2 separate regions of the Mus musculus genome follow, and region 1 is linked to region 2. A link is a contact called in public promoter capture Hi-C data. All regions are on one chromosome and are shown on one strand. Each heading gives the region's core, a stretch centred on a gene start, on an enhancer-like site or on the middle of the called end of the contact. The rest is flanking DNA. Distances are from core to core; before and after follow the strand shown. Region 1 holds the start of Olfr1241 (olfactory receptor 1241). Region 2 holds the start of Olfr1228 (olfactory receptor 1228).

The links. Promoter capture Hi-C pulls out the DNA fragments that hold promoters and counts their contacts.
Region 1: a contact with region 2 is called in a promoter capture Hi-C map of the HPC-7 cell line. The contact joins the promoter of Olfr1241 here to the promoter of Olfr1228 in region 2. A contact is called at or near these places in 4 of 39 promoter capture datasets (the C10 cell line, the HPC-7 cell line and stem cell-derived epiblast-like cells) and 1 of 9 other capture datasets (adipose tissue).

The regions. Positions count from the first base shown.
Region 1 is chr2:89,481,753-89,484,452 of GRCm38.p6, forward strand. Olfr1241 (olfactory receptor 1241) reads right to left here and starts at 1,381. Exons shown (of 1, transcript NM_146455.1): 1 at 437-1,381. The coding sequence starts at 1,381. The coding sequence ends at 437.
Region 2 is chr2:89,248,385-89,251,084 of GRCm38.p6, forward strand. It overlaps Olfr1228 (olfactory receptor 1228), which reads right to left and starts at 1,308. Exons shown (of 1, transcript NM_146971.1): 1 at 337-1,308. The coding sequence starts at 1,308. The coding sequence ends at 337.

The DNA of each region.
Region 1 (2,700 bases), core at 131-2,630, 230 kb after region 2:
GCCAATGACTGATACAACTTGAGGCCCCTGACTTCAGAGGGAACCTACTCCCGACACTGCCTGAAATACCAGGAAGCAGAGGCTGGATAGCCTAGAGATCTAGGATAAAACCAAACATGATTGACATAAACAAAAACAAAAAAATCAATGAAATGCTTCCTAATGATATTCTGCTATACTCATATTGGTACCTAGACCAACTGTTATCAGAGAGGCTTCATCCAGCAGAAAACCATAGACAAACATTAGGCAGAGCTCAGGAAACCCCATGGAAGAGGGAGAGAAATAATTAATTTTAATCTAAAGTGATTATTTCGATATTTTGTTGTTATGTATTTATTTCTTTAAAGAAAATTATCCATAAAGATACATTGAATGAGTTCTATCATTACTGCTTAAAGCTGGTTGCCTTTTTGTACTTTAATTACTAGCACCATCAATGAAAAGACATTGTTATTTTATCTCTAGGGAATACCTTATATAATAGATTTTCCATAGACCTTTTCATCTCTGAGTTTCTCAAGGCATATATTAAAGGATTCAAAATAGGAGTAACAATTGTATAAAAAACAGTAATGGATTTATCAATAGGAAAGTTGTGAACAGGTCTAACATACATGAAGATACAGGGAACAAAAAAGAGGACAACCACCATGATGTGGGAGCTGCAGGTAGATAAGGCTTTCTGTCTCCCTTCCTGACTGTGAGTCTTAAGAGATCTTAGAATGATTCCATAGGAAATTATGAGAATAATAAAGACTAACATACATATTGCTCCACCATTGGCAACCACAGTGAGGCCAATAATATGTGTATCTGTGCATGCAAGTCCTAATAATGGGTACATGTCACAGATAAAGTGGTCAATTACATTTGGACCACAAAATGGAAGATTATATACAAAGAGAAGTTGAGCTACAGAGTGTGCAAGGCCTCCAGCCCAGGAAACCACCAATAGGAGGAAGCAAACCCGCCTATTCATGATGATCAAATAATGCAGTGGTTTACAGATGGCCACATAACGATCATAGGCCATCACCATTAGAAGGAAGACCTCAGCACCACCAAGTAGGTGCTCTAAAAAGAGCTGAGTCATGCAAGCTGAAAAGGAAATTGTTTTTCTATCACAGAGCAAGTCTACCATCAACTTGGGTGAGATAGCAGTGGAATAAACAGCATCCAGAAGTGACAGATAGGCAAGGAAGAAGTACATTGGAGTCCCTAAGGAGGGACTGGCTATGACTGTCCCCACAATGAGTAGATTACCTACTATAGTCACAATGTAGATGAGTAAAAACATGACAAACAATGCTCTTTGTCCAACATGATCTTGAGTGAGGCCCAGGAGAATGAACTCTGTGACATTGCTTCTCTGTCCCATTGACCTTCTTGAAAGTCTTGATTTACTGATGAAAGCTCTTGAACAGACCCTGCCTTGACGTTGTGATCTTGACCATCAGTTCACTATGGCATTAAGCACATCATCATTATCTGTCCCATAGATAACCATTTCTACTTCTTCCAATGATCCCCATACATCTTCTATTAACTCCTTCGCCTAAGAGGATTTTGTTGAGCCTACAAATATAATGTCATATATCAAGATACAGTGGGTAGTTTAGCTAGAATTTTATTCATCTTGTTATTCTTATTTTTCAAAGAATTATCTTTTTGACCAACTCTATATATTCTTCTCTCTATATCATTCATGAATGCCATGTCTTAATTATTTTTTGGTATCTACTGCTTTGGGGTTGTATTGTTCTTATTTCTGTAGAAAATAAGGTGCATTATTAAAAGAGATCTTAGGTAAAGTGACAAATAGATTACTGGAGTGTGTATGATGAGGAAACAAATCAACAACAAATGGAAGAAAGCAAAATGAGCAGCTAAAGTGAGGAAAGGAAAATTATAGCAATAACCAAGAAAATTAGAGTGATTTATATGTATGAAGATGGCATGATAAAAATCTATCATTGTGTTAATCCAAAACCTAGTTATATATAAAAAAACTTTAAAGAAAGATGTCATTGAAGAGCTGTACCTCATTCTTCTTGTTTAAAATGTGACTTTTTAGCACATCTGTTAGCCATAAAAAGCAAACTCAAGGCAGATATTTTTGAGAAATCTTTCAAGATCGTAAATGGGCCATTACTCTATTGACTAATATAGTCTTTCCTTAGGATGGATGGAGTTTATCTTTAAAATGTAATCTTGATCTCTTCAAGCATCCATTTCATTGGTATTAGATTGTGGTACTAGATATTGACAAGGGTATCTCAATGAACTTCCAGCCTTCAAAACTTTTTCAATGGATTTAATGAGGACTGAATTTAAATAGTCTCATATAACTAATAAATTAATTATCCCATTTATGTCTGTAGCACTTATTTTATTTGACTCTTTAGGGCTTTCAAATAGCCAAAATTCTATTCCTTGAACCATTACCTTCACTGAGAATTCATACCTAACTATATTTACTGTACAGTTTTGAGCAAGTATGATTTAACCAAACAGTTTAAACTAGCGAATGCAAGCAAGTACCTCATCAGATAGAAACTTCTGTTTTCAAAACTCTTAGAATGAACTGGGTAGTATAACATAAGAACAGAAACTAATCAGATATAGAGGCAACTGAGGTTGCTGATCCTGAGTAAGGAGTACTCAAGTGAAAATTCTGTACTAAGATTTTTTTTAAGA
Region 2 (2,700 bases), core at 58-2,557:
GTTGTCACTTTCAAACATGGATGCTCCCTTCTATAAACTAAGATTACCATTACTGTTAGGGATTAAAGGTGTGTATCAAGGGTATGTTTACATCCCAAGCAGATTGCCCTGTATCAGAAGGTCTGCATTCTGGCTGGATCATATGAACCTTGACCTAACTGGTTTTGGGAAGAGACCTTGGCTATATAATACATTACTTCCCCAGTATTTTATTAAAACTGTGCTATAATGAATGACTTCTTAATGGGTGTTGTGAATCAGAAATGATAGCTTATATTTGCATAACAAATGTTCTTACCCACTGGTCTACCTTCCCAGCATTGTAAGCATAATATGTTAAAAGTCATGAGAAACCACTATTAGTTTCTTCCACATTTTTCTAATGGCATTCTTCATTTCCTTATTCCTGAAAGTGTAAACCATAGGATTCAGAAGTGGTGTTATGATGGTGGCAAATACAAAGGCATTTTTTTCAGAAGAGAAAGCAGAAGGAGGTCGTGCATATATTAAAAAGCATGGGACAAAGAACAAAAGCACAACTGTAATGTGGGATCCACATGTGGAGAGAGCTTTACGCCGCCCTTCAGAGCTGTGAGCTCTCAGAGAAAACAAGATGACACCATAGGAGACAAGCAAAATAGAGAAGATTATGATGCTGATAGACCCACTGTTAGAAAACACCAATATGACAAATATGTGTGTGTCAGTGCAGGCAAGCTTCAGTAATGGGAACAAGTCACACAGATAATGATCAATGACATTGGGTCCACAGAAGGGCAGCTGCAAAGTGAAGATAATTTGTATGAGAGAATGTAAGAATCCTCCTGTCCAAGATACCATCACCAAAATGCCACAGAGTCTCCTGGTCATAATGGAGGAGTAGTGAAGGGGCTTGCAAATGGCCACATAACGGTCATAGGCCATGGCTGACAAAATAATCACCTCTATTCCAGTGAAAAAGTGAATAGCAAACAGTTGTGTCATGCAACATTCAAAGGAGATGGTCTTCCTTTCATAGAAGAGGTCTACCATCATCTTAGGGGTGACAGTGGAAGAAGTGCAAGCATCCAGTAAGGACAGGAATATCAAGAAGAAGTACATGGGAGAGCTCAGCAGTGCAGGGCTGTAGATGATAGTCACCACAATCATAATGTTGCCCCCAATAGTTGCAAGGTAAATAAACAAAAATACAACACACAGTATGTTCTCAACATTTGGGTTCTGTGAAAGTCCAAGGAGAATGAACTCAGTGACAAAGCTTTGATTTTGCATTGTTTTCAAGGAAATGTTAAAGTAAAATCTGTTCATGTAAATCTGCAATTATGAGAAAAGAATACCTGTTCAAATTCATTTAATTATCATGTAGAAGATGGTCTTTGTTTATTTTGCCAGTAAAACAGAATACTGTAACTTTTTAAGTGTATAATTTTATAATATGTAACATTTAGCTGAGATAAAGTAGTGGGTAATATAAAAAGCCACATCTAGAATATTGGAGATAAAAGCATCTACTTGGGTGACAAGAGAGGAATCGATTATATTTGAATGATCAGCTTCTATCAGTCTTTATGGACTTCCTGAAGAGACGGCTTGAAATGCATTTTAAACTATTCAGGATGTAAATGAAGACCAGAAGTTAAGTCTACATTGACTGACAAGAGCACTGCCTTATCTACCAGCAAAAAGGGGTGAAAGACTCTATATAATGCTTCGAAATCATCAATGCAACTCAAACGTATGTAAAACTGTGAATTTATTGGAATATCCAATGACTTAGTCTGCTTTTCATAAAACAAAAACTTCTGTGGGAAAATATGTAGCACTCTATATGATGCATATGTTGAAAGTGTGAAAATTTCACTGAATAATTTTATAGTATAAGTACAAACTTTGTAAAAAAAAAAAGCTATTCTGTTTTTTTTTATAATGGCTAAGTGAAATATTACAAATAGAATTAAAAAGCGATTGCTCCAGACTTGAAATTCTAGTCAGTTAGGAGTATTTTACAAGGGTTTCTGTATTTTATTTTTGCAAAAGTTATTGTCAAAGATATTATATTATATTATTATATTATTTGACAAACAAAACTCACTCAACCTGGGACTTTCGAAATCCAAGCTCCTACATGCATGATGCTTCTACACAATCAACAGAGTAAAGAGAGATTTTGTTTCCTTTGTAAAAGCTGTAGGAAAAGGATGTTCTGTATAGTCTCTTTCTTTTTGTAAAGCTTAAAGCATCTTCTTCCTTTGTCCTTGTGCAAATTAGACATCCTGAAAAAGGCAACAGAGTCAATTATGAAGAATCAGATGACCACCAATCAGCTACGAATGACAACACATAACTGAGAAAGTGAAACTCTCCTCAAATATAAATTAGACTATTCTGACTATTATTTGCAAAGTTACATGCTTTGAATTTTATAATAATTCTCTGTAAAACATGGCCATGACATCTTACCAGCTCATCTCCATTATACTGTCAAATTCAAAAATATCAAAATGTTACTCAGTGTAGCATTCCTTTACAACCCTAGATGTAATTAATTCATAAGAAAACTCAAGTCTGTTGCCCACTGAATGTATTTTCACAAACCTTTTGTGTAAATATTCTAGCTTTCTGATTCATTTTCTGTAGGCAGTCACAACTCAAAAGGCACCTGTCTCTTTTCTATAAAATATTTTATGTATGCATATATGT